Regions from separate parts of the Mus musculus genome. Here region 1 is linked to region 2. Evidence: chromatin contacts called from public Hi-C data. All regions are on one chromosome and are shown on one strand. The core of a region is the stretch at or near the end of the contact, and the rest is flanking DNA. Distances in the headings are between cores, read along the strand shown.

Evidence for each region. A called contact is a pair of places that touch in the nucleus more often than the background predicts.
Region 1: a Hi-C map of Th1 cells shows a contact between it and region 2, with 2.9 times the contacts expected there. The contact joins two enhancer-like sites. A contact is called at or near these places in 6 of 484 Hi-C or Micro-C datasets (B cells, the N1E-115 cell line, Th1 cells and 2 more) and 1 of 115 datasets of contacts at active chromatin or transcription factors (Th17 cells).

Annotation. Positions count from the first base shown.
Region 1 is chr15:62,455,924-62,462,430 of GRCm38.p6, forward strand. No RefSeq gene overlaps it. Among named protein-coding and RNA genes, the nearest start is that of Gm41333, 210 kb to the right of the region's middle. Within about 2 kb of position 1,373, at least 34 of the 459 cell types and tissues checked have an H3K27ac peak or open chromatin away from gene starts, as enhancers often do. A contact at or near this core is called in B cells, Th1 cells and Th17 cells, where this site is marked.
Region 2 is chr15:62,260,863-62,267,382 of GRCm38.p6, forward strand. No RefSeq gene overlaps it. Among named protein-coding and RNA genes, the nearest start is that of Pvt1, 230 kb to the left of the region's middle. Within about 2 kb of position 4,284, at least 27 of the 459 cell types and tissues checked have an H3K27ac peak or open chromatin away from gene starts, as enhancers often do. A contact at or near this core is called in B cells, Th1 cells and Th17 cells, where this site is marked.

The sequences.
Region 1 (6,507 bases), core at 123-2,622, 190 kb after region 2:
TTCATAGCCAGTCCAAAGAAGACTCAAGCATTGTCCTCTCTCTGGCCACAATACATGCTGAGGCATGGGACTATCAGTATTACACTCACATATGTTGGTCCCCTTTGCTGGCTGTAAGTCATCTCTATATTGTAAGCACACTGAATGATTCAACAAAGCAATCCCACAGACGCTATTTCTTATTTGAGTTAAGGTGCCTTTCACCTTAAAGCCATTAGTAAGCTTTTTGTGAAATCCCAGAGAAGGTCATATCCCTTTCAAATAAGCTTTTATTTTCACAGTATGCTGGGAGCAGGGAGCTGTGTGGGCCTGGCTATTGGGCAATGTTCAAACAGAAAGCTTCTGTGATGGATGGGCTGGAGATTGCCATCAAGTACAAGGAGTTGATAAACCAGTATTTTTACAGAAGCAAATACAAACTGTGGTTATCCAAGCAGATACATCCTGGTATTCCTTACTGTGTCTTCAACAGGACTTCCTTGGTGACTTTTTTTTTTCTTTTTGTCTTCTTAGAAATCACACACACACACACACACACACACACACACACACACACACACACACACAATTCTCCTGCCTTCAATTGTGGATTTCAGATTCAGAGGTTTGGGCTCAGAGCTGTGGCTCGCACAAATGCTGGATCCAAGACAGAGCTCTGTCTTTCTCATTGCTGAGCATAGTGCAAATTCAGTACAGAAGAGATTTGGGAGTCTGGGGGGAAGAAGATTCAAATCCTGACATTACCATCACAACTTCACACCAAGTTGCTCTGTTCTTTGGGGCCTTAGTTACCACCTTTTTGAACAGTCTCTTTTCCCAACCAGGATTTTGTAAAGAACTGAGAGCCATAAAAGGGGTTAATAAACAGACACTGGCATCTAATTAAAACCTAGTAAGTATAGGGTTCTTTTTGTCCCAGGCCTTGGGGAAGTTGAAGCAGAAAAGAAATGGGGAGAAAGTCTTTACTGAGGTTGCTCAAAGCTGCTGAGAGAGGACTTTTCATAGAAGCTGCTTTCTTTGTAACTATATATTTTTACCTTTTTTGGACGGAGATGTGGGCCAGTATTTCTTCTGTCTAGCTTTCCTTCTCCTCTTGCTCAGGTGTCTGAAACCACCAATTGTTCTTTTAATGAATGGGGTCACAGTGAGTCCCCTTACCACCACAGTGCTTCCTAAGGGCCCACCTCCATTTGTACCTAAACTTGACCTTCCTCTTGCTATTGCTCTTCAGTGACCAATTTCTAAATTCCAGGAACTCGGGGCTGTACTCTAAAGAGCAGCTTTTCTCACTTCTGGCTCTGGGCTTTGACCCACACAACACATCCTGTTAGAAAAAAAAAGTACCAAAAATGGTAATGACAGAGGCATGCACCTCCCCCTGTCTCCTCCCCCTGTCTCCTCCCCCATCCTGATAGTACCTCCAGGAGGTTGAACCTGTGAGGAGGGAGGCTTGCTATCTTTTCATGTGCTGTGAGGATCCTGTGTCTGTTTCTTTGCATTATGAATGCAATGCACATTGTACAAAAGTAAACTACTATGAGTAAAAGGTCTCTATCCCAGTCCTATCCTCAACCCCTGAATTCTGCCCCTGAGAATCAACCTGCTGTTGCACATTTATTGTGTCTGTCTATGGGATTCAATGTGTACATATTTGGTGGCATTTTGTTACTCAAAGTGTGGCATGGTGTCGCACCCGCCTCGTTCTATTGAGAGCACCATGCTCCATTAATCATTTTCCCATACCTCCCTCTTTCTAAACCAAGGGATAATCCTTAGGCATATGAACCTCTGGTTCATTCAAGGAGTTAGCTGAAGGGCATTAAAATTGCTTGAAAAGAAAAAAAAAGAGCAAATAAGCAAGACTGTAGCTCAGTGGCAGTGCTTGCCCAGCATACAGGTTAGCTCCTAGTTCCCTTCTCAGTACTGGGTTCAGCTCCCAGTACTGTCAAAAGACAGGGAGGTGGGGAAGAAAATGGAGAAGCAGTTAATACCCCTGATACCTATGTCCCTACATAATTTCCTTGGATTTAATTCTACATCCAGTGAGAAAATGGGAGGTTTGGAGGCATTGTGTTGTGATTCAAGTACACAAACACCTGGAATTCCTGGAATGTTCCTGCCTGTGTCTCTTGTCATTTTTGTAGAACTCTCCTTTGAAGATTGGGTGCAGAGGTCACTTCCTCTAGTCTTAAACCGTTCTAAACCAGCTCCAGCTGGGGAAATTCACTACTCACTTCTTGAGTATCAATGGTGGTTTCCAAGCTGCAGCTGTGCAAGCACCTCTTCCTCCACCGAGAGACTTGTGAACCCAGATTTCTGAACTACAACCTCTACTCCACCCCCACACACCCCCTTCCAGCCTCACCCCTCCAGAACTTACTACTCTAGAATTCTTAGTGAGCTCTGAGCATGTGCCTTCCTAGCAAGGGCCTGGTGGTGCCCCATCACTTGTCAGAAGCACACTTGGAGAGCCAGTTGCCTCCCTTGTGCCCTCTGCTGAGTTAAGCTTCCTCCCTACCACACCTCAAACATAGGGCATGGATTGGTTCTTTGAAATGCTCAACCACCCTTTCTTTCTTTTTAGTCCAACATCCATGTGAAGGCTGGGGTGATTAGCCCACATTTTCCCTTCATGATTTGGCAGAATTCCCAAAAACACTGTAGTAGTTGTGTGTATGTGTGTATGTGTGTGTGTGTGCGTGCGTGCGTGTGTGTGTGTGTGTGTGAAATGAATAAATGTGTTGAAATAACTTATTGCATTTCTGATAGTGTACCTTTAGGGACTTATGTGTCTTCCATGTCCAGTGCTACCAGCTTTGCTTTGTTGGTCTGCTCTGTAACTGGTACTCTAAATTTTACCTCCACCTCTTGTTTAGTTATTATCTCTGTGGCAGGAGAGGTGATGTTATAATAAAATGTGACTATAAATGTAAGAACTGACACTCTTTATTTCTAGCCATAAATCCTCATATATCCATGTCATTCTATATGTAATGTCCCCCATTCTTGGCATCACTATAACCTCTGTTCCTCATACCAAATTGGTTCTACTCTGTGACACAGGAAAGGTAGTAGATTCTAGTATGACCACACGAGGCCAAGGCTTTGAAATTCTCTAACACTTTGGGACCAGGAAAAGATACAAATTCTGGAGGGAGAAGGAGACTGTAATGAATGAAAATAGAAGAGTAAAGCCCATGGAAAGCCAGACAATAAAGTAGCTGGTGGTGATGGCTGAAAGACATCATAGCCTGGAAACATAAACTTTGTGGTCAGGTAATGTCAAGGAGGGTGTCTTAGTCGGGTTTCTATTCCTGCACAAACATCATGACCAAGAAGCAAGTTGGGGAGGAAAGGGTTTATTCAGCTTACACTTCCACATTGCTGTTCATTACCAGGGAAGTCAGGACTGGAACACAAGCAGGTCAGGAAGCAGGAGCTGATGCAGAGGCCATGGAGGGATGTTACTTACTGGCTTGCTTCTCCTGGCTTGCTCAGCTTGTTTTCTTATAGAGCCCAGGACTACCAGCCCGGGGATGGCACCACCCACAAGGGGCCCTCCCCACTTGATCACTAATTGAGAAAATGCCTTACAGCTGGATCTCATGGAGGTATTTCTCGCCTGAAGCTCCTTTCTCTGTGATAACTCGAGCTTGTGTCAAGTTGACACAAAACCAGCCAGTATAGAGGGTGTTCTTTCTATTAGCAAACTCAGATATAGGACATCGATCAATGAACCCACAACAAGCTGTTTCAGGCTAGATTAGCTGACTTGCTGTATATGTGTGTGTTTGTGTGTGTGTGTATTCATTCTATGGCACACATGAGAAGGTCAAATAACTTCAGGATTTGTCCTCACTTTGTACCTTGTTTGAGATGGATCACACTGTGTTCACGGCTATATATGACAGCCAAGTGGGGCTGGCTCACAGGTTTCTGGTGGTCATCCTGTCCTTGCCTCTGAGTTTGGCATATGAGTACTGGGATGACAGACAGGCTTTTGTGCTCAACTCTCCCATGGGTTCTGGGGGTTCAAATTCATGTACTCATACAACAAGCACTGAGGCATTTCCCTGGTCCTAAGAGGTGCTTTTATAATATTCTCATTTTTCTGCAGAAGAAGAGAAGACAAAAACAAAACCCTACAGCGTTTAAAAAGAGATAGTACAAAAGAAAAATTACTCTAAAGTTAATCTTTGTTTCCCCCCTCCCCCCAGTATTTTTTTCCCTTTGTGTGACAACCAGCGCAAGCAGCCAGGAAGACCAGTCATTTTAAAACCTGCTTTAGCATCTGCTAAAAGTTGACTGTAGTCAGTCAACTTACATGTTGGGTTATGACAGAAATGACATCGACTGTCTCTCCCCTTCCCACTGTGTTCTGGTATCCATTACTAAGTCACCTCCCCGCTGAGGAAACTTGTGTTGTTTCTTGTAGGGATAGAGACGACCTTTGGACAAGGATACCTCTAGCATGGCCAGCCCACTGTACCTTGACAGCTGGAGAGGACCCCTCCTTCTAAGCCTCAGCAGGAAGCAGTAAGAAAAGGAAGCAGTGAGACTTGGTAACTCCTTTGCCAGTCACACCTTTGTACGTAAAGCAGCAACCTGCTGTTTTGTGCCAGGTACCAAATGCCAGCATTATCATACTTCACATGGCTGATTAGATTTCCATAAGTTTGCTGGCTTCTCCCTTTTCCAACTGATTGGTCCAAGGTCAAAATAAAATTGCTTTCAGAATAGTCTCTAGTTGAAGCAACAAATGTTTTAAGTGCACTAATCAACAATTTTTTTTTTAATTAACTACTCATTACAAAGCACCTCAGAGCAGTGGCTTTCACTATTTAAATGCATTGAATCATGGAGAGATGCCACAGATGGTGGCAGACACCTGTACTCCTAGCACTTACCCAGCTGAGAGCGCCTAGAATTCAAGGCCAGCCTGGAGTGCTGGATCATACTACCCAGGCTTCAGATTTTAGTAGCTCTGGGATGGAAACTGGACATCTGCATGAGTCACATGTTCCCAAGTCATGCTAACACTGCAAGTCCAGGACTAACCGAGAGAACTGCTGATGTGGAGGATGGAAAACATTCTAACCTGCAGATTTTTAGAGATTTAATATCTGTAAGCCTCAGCTTATAGTAGATAGGGACATACAGACCCAATAAATCTAGCAGGTACACTTAAAATCTGGAAAGAAAACATTATTACTTTTTCTTTCAGTTATGGGTGTATATTTTCACACACGTACACACACACACACATGTTCATGTGTGTATATGTTCTTGTGTGTACATTTATGCTTATGTGTGTATAGTATGTATATTATATGTGTGCATGTTTTTGTTTGTGTAGGTATGTCTGTGTATATCTCTGTGTGTGCATATGGAAGTATTAGTTCACCTTGGTTATTATCCCTCAAGAACTGCTAACCTTGTATTTTGAGACAAGGCCTCTCACTAGGACTAGGGAAGTCACTGTTTAGGTTATACTGTCCCGAAATGAGCCCCAAGTATGCTATTGTCTATTCTTCTACAGGACTATAAGCCTGGGCCACCACGCCCAGCTTCATATCCAAACCGTAGAGACTGAAGTCAGTTTCTGATGCTTTCAGTGGCTGAGCTACCTCCCCAGCCCCTTTCTTCTTTTTTTTTCTCTTCCCTACCTCTACTCCTCCCCTTTTCTTTGTTGTGGTTTCTTCCAAGCTGTGTACAGGGGAGGAGGGGATAATCATAATAAGTAGGGGTTCTAGCACCTGTTAGTGGCTTGGCAGGCTTTGTTCCCACCATGTTTGAAATGCAAAGGTCTTCATGGATGCTCTCGGGCATGGATCATTTCCACTTCCTTAGAGCATCTCATTCATCAGGAGACCAGTTCTCTTCTAAAAATAGCTTAGTCAACTTTTCTCTCTTGGTATGAGTATCCAAAGACATTGAGGACTCCTACCACCGTCATCAGTTCTAGAAAACAGGTGCATTAGGGCAGAAATGAGCAAGATCTGGCCCAAGACCTTGGATCCATCACTTAATAGCCTGTGAACTCGAGTGTGGAACTTGTGCTGCTTCGCTGGACACAAATTAGAATTGACTATGAAGAGGAACCTCAATTGAGAAAATGCTTCCCTCAGATTGACCTGTAGGCAAGTCTGTGGGGCGTTTTCTTGATTAATGATTGGTGTGGGAGGGTCCAACCAACTGTGGGCAGTGCTAACCCCAGATATGTGGTCGTGAGTGGTACAAGAAAGCAGTCTTGGCAAGCCATGAGGAGTAAGCCAATAAACATCATTCATTCCTCTAAGACCCGTGCTTCAATTCTTGCTTCTAGGTTCCTGTCTTGAGTTCTTGCCCCAACTTCCTTTCATGAGACTGTAAACTCTAAGATTAGATAAACCTTTTCCTACCCTAAGATGTTTTTTGGTTATGGTGTTCCATCTCAGTAACAGAAAGCAAACTAACAGATAGTAACTTGAACTCACAAAGATTCAGTGTCCAGTCTCTCACATGGAG
Region 2 (6,520 bases), core at 3,034-5,533:
TCTCTATAATGGTCAACAGCCACCACTGAGAGCTAATTAGGTAGGACCTTGTTTCTGGCCTAGTGAGGGACATCTTCCTAGGCTAAGAAGCATCTGTGAAGTACCTTGAGATCTGGTCCTGGAGGCTGCTTGTCCTGTTGCTAGCCAAGCAATCCTATGGGTCAGAGTCACAGCATAATATAGCTATTAGACAATTTTCTTTTTCTTTTTTCCCCCATCCAGAGAATAATAAGCTCTCAAGTTCCTCCACCTCTAGCACAAGACTACACAGGGATATCTATAGCCTACAGAACTCACTGAGAACCCCATATCTGAGACTCAGGGAAGGAGCCAAGCTCAAGGCTTAGCTTGGTTGGCCAGTCAAGATTTTCAGGTGATCAGTGAGCTTTCTCTGTCTCATTTGTGGTCCATTGTAAATGATCTAGAACTGTTTCTGAGTGTGTAGAGGGTGGCTTACTCTGAGAACACTTTTGCCGGTAGGCTAATAGCTTCCAATGAGAGGTCCTTGAGAGTAGGATCCCTTGTGCTTCTGCCCTGGCCATGGAACTTCAGAGGTCCTGGACCTGTGAGCAAGAACACTGTTGTTTTGTTTTGTTTTTACTCCTAGCACAGGCATGAACTCCTGCACTTGATTCTAGTCCCGCAGAACTTGTATTGCTGGTGTTTGTGAGTGGCTGCTTTCTAGAAAGCAATATCTTTACCCTTGCCCTCTTAGAGGTATACGGGGAGAGAGAATCAGAACTCCAGTTTACATGCAGCTAGAGTTCTGAGGTAAAGTGACTCACTTAGGGCCACCCAGAAAAGAGCAGTTTGGCTGTCCTCCCAGGCCCTCTCCCTCTGATCATCCAAATATGGTAACACATGGTGACACAGAGCCACATGCTCCTCCTGGGTCTTCTGAGGCAGAGAGCTTCCAGGGACACTTTGGAATGAAGGAAATAGAATCCAAGAGACCTCTTTCAGAGACCGCCAAGCAAATCTTCTCAAGAATCCTGGCAGAATGTTGTCATTCTCTCTCTGAAAGGGGTGGCTCTTGGGATACTGTCCAGGTCACTGTGAACACATAGCAGAAGAAATGTCCTCCCAGCCTGCAGGGACCACCTTTTTCCAGGCCTTCCTCTGCTGGAAGCCTTCTTTACTCAACGCTTTCCCCTTTGATAGTCACCTCGACTGACCTTGAAGCCTCCTTCAGTTTTCTCTATACACAGAAACAGAATGTCAGTCTTTTTTTTTTTCTTTTTTCAAGAGTGACATAGAGCATCAATGGGAGGGGAGGTCCTTAGTCCTGTAAAGGTTCGATGCCCCAGCGTAGGGGAATGCTAAGGTAGTGAGGCAGGAGTGGGTGGGTGGGTGGGGGGATCACCCTCATAGAAGCAGGGGAGATGGGGGAATGAGATAGGAGGTTTGCAGAGGGGAAGCTGGGGAGGGGATAAAAATTGAAATGTAAATACATAAAATAACCAATAAAAAAAGAGTGACATATAATCACTAAAGAATATTCAAATAAGCAAAATTAGCCTCCTTTCTTTTCTACTTTTTTCTCCTTGCTTCCCTTCTTCCTTCTTTCCTCATTTCCCCCTCACCTCCCTACCCTTTCCTCCCTCCTTTTAAACTTTTGTCTTTATTTTCTTCTTCCTCTCCCTTCTCCTTTCCTTCCCTCTCTTTCTTCTTCCTTCCTTTTTCCTTTCCTCTTTCTTTAAAAAGTCTTGTTAAATATTTTACATATTTATGCAAATGTGCATTTATTTAAATAGCACCTGGACACCTGCTCTTGGTTCACCACCAGCTTGGTTCTGGTGATCGACACGATGACACAAGATGGATGAGGCTCTGCTCGGCTGAGCATGTGGCCAGTGGCGGACACAGATCCGAGTCAAATTTCAGATGAAACATAAGGAGATAACTAACTTGGGTTTAAGAAGAACAAAGATAAGCAATGAAGGGAAAGAGAATTAAAGCAGAACACATCCACTTGGCATGGGCTTCAACTGAGTCTCTTTCTGGGGACAGGATAGTCAAGCCAAGGTTTGAAGGAGCTGGCAATGCAGGGAAAGGGGAGGTGGGCCCACAGGTTTGAGAGACACCAGGCTTTTATTTTAAAATCACTGTGGCTTCTGAGTGGAGAATGGTCTAAAGAAGGGACTGGAGCAGGGTCAGTGTGTGTGCCTTGGGACTGGGAACACTCAAACAAAGGTTTGCTTAGAAGAGTGGAAGCCCAGAAATCCAAGGGCTTTGGTGCAATGTGGCAGAGAAAAATGAGATAATCTACAGAGAAGAGCATTGTGTTCTAGAAAGAGTTCCAAGGCATGGCCTGTCTTTACAGTACTCTTCCTAGCCAGCAACATCAGGAACTTAAAGTTAGTGAAGCTGATACTAGAATTCAGAGATTGGAGATGGTAAGCTGTGAGCTGTTATTTTGAGTCCTAGAGGAGTCTAGGGATCAGAACAGGGAGACAACCTACCTAAAATCCCAGTTGGAGCACTATGGGAAGAAAACTGACTTCTTGTGACCCAAATCCTTGTCTGTCTTCCAGATTGTTCCTATCCATAGCTTTGATCCTTGTTTGCCCTCTCCTATCTGCAGTCAAGTACTTGGAACATTCCTTTGTCAGGCCTGACTTCTGTCAAATGTCCCCCAATTGCTTCTTCCGTGCTTCTGCTCAGTGTCTTATGGCCTCAGATACTGAAGGTCTTCTCCATTTCCTCTCTTGCAGTTTCCTGATCCTGCATTTTTCAGTCCCTATTAGAGTTTGGAATAAGCCCTTCTTGGACTGTCCTCTTACATGTCCAATCTATGAGCAGGACATATCCAAAATGACAGTTTCACATTTTCCCCCCTGTTCCTACCATGGTCCAGCCACATTCCCCTTGCCTAGATTATTAACACAGCCATTGGATTCTTGTTCCTGTTTCTGCTTTACCTTTCAATAGTTATTCTTAAGGCAAAGCTAGGCAACCTTCGAAAATGGAAGTCCTACTACAAGACCCCAACAGCTTCTCAAGCCCTAAGTTTCTCACATTTTACAAAGATGGGGCTTAAATAATCATAACACCCTGGACTCTGGCTTACCATCTCCTAATGTCATCCTGCTCTCTCTCCCCTCTAACTGCAGTTCAGGGTAGAATTCTGTCCCAGGTTCTTTGTAAATGATGACTCCTCTTTCTTTTCATTGCTCAGTTCCTCCTCTGGGCCAGATAACAATATCCCCATGATAACATTCAGACTTCCCAGCATCTGATGATGCCCGTGAGTCCTCTGGATAGCTTTACTGTCCTCTAGTGAGCTTGGTGCTTTTTCAAGTGCCTCACATGTTTCAGCTACTCTGCCCATTTCTTTGCCCATGGTATAATAATCTCTAGGAAACAGAGATTTGGCTTGTCTGTCAGGAAGAAGTGCACATAAGAGATGCTCTACATAGCTATTTGGGAATGAATATCGGGTAGCCTTAGATCAGAAGAAGCCTGCCCAGAAGAGAAACATTAATATCTGACATAACCCTTTGCTCCTGGACCCCAAGATACCCTACTTCCTTTTTTTTTTTTTTTTTTTTTTGACAGAAGGATGCTCCCTATTCTCTTCTGATGTTTGCCAGGATGTCACAGGGATACTTTCTCCTCAGTCTCCATTTTACTGCTAAGAACAATTTTCTCCCATCTGAAAGCCATAGAGTGTCAGGTCAGTCACAAGTGGGGTGCTGTTTTAAAGTGTGGAAGAACCTGGTATAAGACTCCCTGTCAAGACAGCTACCTCTCTGGGACAAACACCAGTATGAGCTAGGACCAATGATCGCCTTTATCAGAGGAGGAAGAGCTGGTCAGTTCCTTTGTCATTCTCTCCTCCCTCTCCTGGTACAACATGATCAGTGTGCTGCCCACGGGACTCCCTTCCTGCCCAGCTTGGGACAGGCTGGCTTCTTCCTGCCTGGCTTGGGCTTTGCCACTGCCTATGCCACTCTGTTGCTCTGTGTGTAATGTGTGGAACTGATTTCCTGTCTGAGATAGCTTTTGTTACTAAACCTTGACAGAAACTTAAAAGAGAAAGAATTTATTTCAGTGTATGGTGTCGGAAGGGTTAGCCTATCATTAAAGGGCAGGTGGAGGAGAACAGCCTAAAACATGGAGATGAGATGTGGGGAAAGGTAAAAGTTTGGTCTTCTAGCAACATCCCCCTTAGATTGGAGTCTTCCCCTTTGCTTAATTTTCTGTGACCCTTAGACAATCCCAGAATGTGGTCAGCCTCTCAGGGACTGTAAATGCAGCCAAGATAATAATGATTAACTGTTACACTCCTGAAGGTAAGGTCAAATCCTAACCTTCAGAACCTGTGAATGTGACCTTTGTAGATGCTAAGTTCAGCTAGGGTTACACTGAAGAATACATATGGCAAGAAGGTTACAGGCAGTGGGAGGCAGGAACGTAACTGGTGCTTCCACAAGCCATGGACTGCAGGATCTAGCAGGTATGAGGAAGAGGTGTTCCCTGTGGAGTCAGGAAGAACAGGACTCTGCTCACTCATTGTTTTCATAATTCATCTCTGTTGTCTAAAGTCACCCAGATGTCAGCACTTTGTGATAGCAGTCACAAGACACTACATGCTCCCAATCAAGTGTCCCCTAGTCATCCTGCAGTCCCTGGAAGGGTTCATTCTTTAAGAGCCCTTACTAGTTCAGAGGCATAACCTTTGATCCCTGTATCTACGGCCCCTCCTGGGTTGTGGCTGGGGAGATGTCCAGGATGGTTCCCTGGCAGAGCCCAAGCCTAGCAGGGGTGGGACACCAGCACGTATCTGCTGAGTAAAGTCATCCAAGAAGAACCTTCTGGACTCTCTGTGTGTCACAAGATCAGCAGCAGTTAGAAGGCTGCCCTGGTGTTTCCCCTGGAAATCCTCTAGCGCTTTTATTCAAATTAAGGCACTCAATCTGTGAGCCCAGGCCAGAGCCATAGTACCCCAGTGGACTTTCCAAGCAAGTTGGTTCTTACTGGATATGGGTTCCTACTAAGAACAGGGACCCGAAATGGGGTTCATTAATCAGAGAGCAAGCCTTTAAATAGAAAAAAAAAAACAAACAAAAAAAAAAAAACCAAGATTAAAACCTCCAGAAATGGAAATTCTCTCATACTTACTCTTCCTCCTCAACTTCCCTTCTTTGCCTCCCATCTCGGACCTCCTAGCCTGCTTTCCGGGGTCACAGTGGGAAGTGACCCATCTCAGACTTCCCCACATTTGGTTGGTTTTCTTCCATGAGCTTTAGGCAGAGATGTATACATCCTCCTGCAGACAGGACCTTGCCCAAGTGCTATCTACCTATCTGACTCGGCTGCCGATGCGTTCAAATGCCTTGGGCGAACACCTACTGTGTGCCAGCTTGTCTATGAAGTATGTTCCTGCTCTGGAACTTCTATTGTAAAGTCCAGAAACTTTGGTGATCTCACTAATGCTCCTTTGCTGGTGAAGAAATAGTATCTTAGGGAAATTAGTTTACTTATGGCCACATAGCCAGTTAGTGATGGAGACATTTTTAAACGAAGTTCTGTCAAATTCTAAAGACAGTAGGTTTTGGGGGTTTTTTGTTTGTTTCTTTTGTTTTTTGTTTTTAAACTTGTAACTCAGATGTTTGAAAAGGGCATCATTGTTAGGTCTTAGACCAAGCAAGAAATGATGGCTGTCCCTTTGCTGGCCAGGAAGGTTTGGGCAAGTTGATTTATAAACATGGCAATTTTGACATCTGTTCAACAAGACTTCACCATTTCCCTCTTCTCGGGGTTGTCCGGTCCCCAAGCTGTGCTTGAGGAGTATTGGGCTAGCCACTTCCTTCCCACTGCTTTGGTTTTCTTACTTTCAACTGAGAATTTAATTCCATAGCCAGACTGACATCCGGTCTGGATAATCTATGATCTTAGCATCCTGGGGTCATTGTTGCTGCCACATTTAAATCTCTTAAAGCCAAGCCTTCACATTCTGTATGAAGCCAGACTTGCAAAGTATTTATCTATGCGGATCCCTTCTGTCACAAGTCCCTTGCTGCTCAACCCTTTGCCTCTTACAGACTCTCTGGGTGTCATTTCCACTGCTTGAGGGCTGGTGGATGAGAGAAGGGATTTGGGCAAGTTCCTCCGAGTTCTTACATCCACTGCCTAAAATGATCTCAGAGAATGGAAGGCCCAACCCCTTTGGTCTATTTTAAGGATGAAATAAAGGAAGCCATTGCTCATTGCCTCCTGGGCTTCATATTGTGCAAAGCACTTGGTAAGTGGGCTCTGTGGGTGAATGGGTTGGAATCCCAGTTTTGGGATTGCACTGCAGATGAGCAGAGTGGTGAGTCGAAGGGGGGTGGGGGATGCTCACAGTCATCTATAAGGTGGAACACAGGGCCCCCAATTGAGAAGCTATAGAGAGCACCCAAGGAGCCAAAGGGGTCTGCAATCCTATAGGTGGAACAACAATATGAACTAACCAGTACCCCCAGAGCTCGTGTCTCTGGCTGCATTTGTATCAGAAGATGGCCTAGTTGGCCATCAC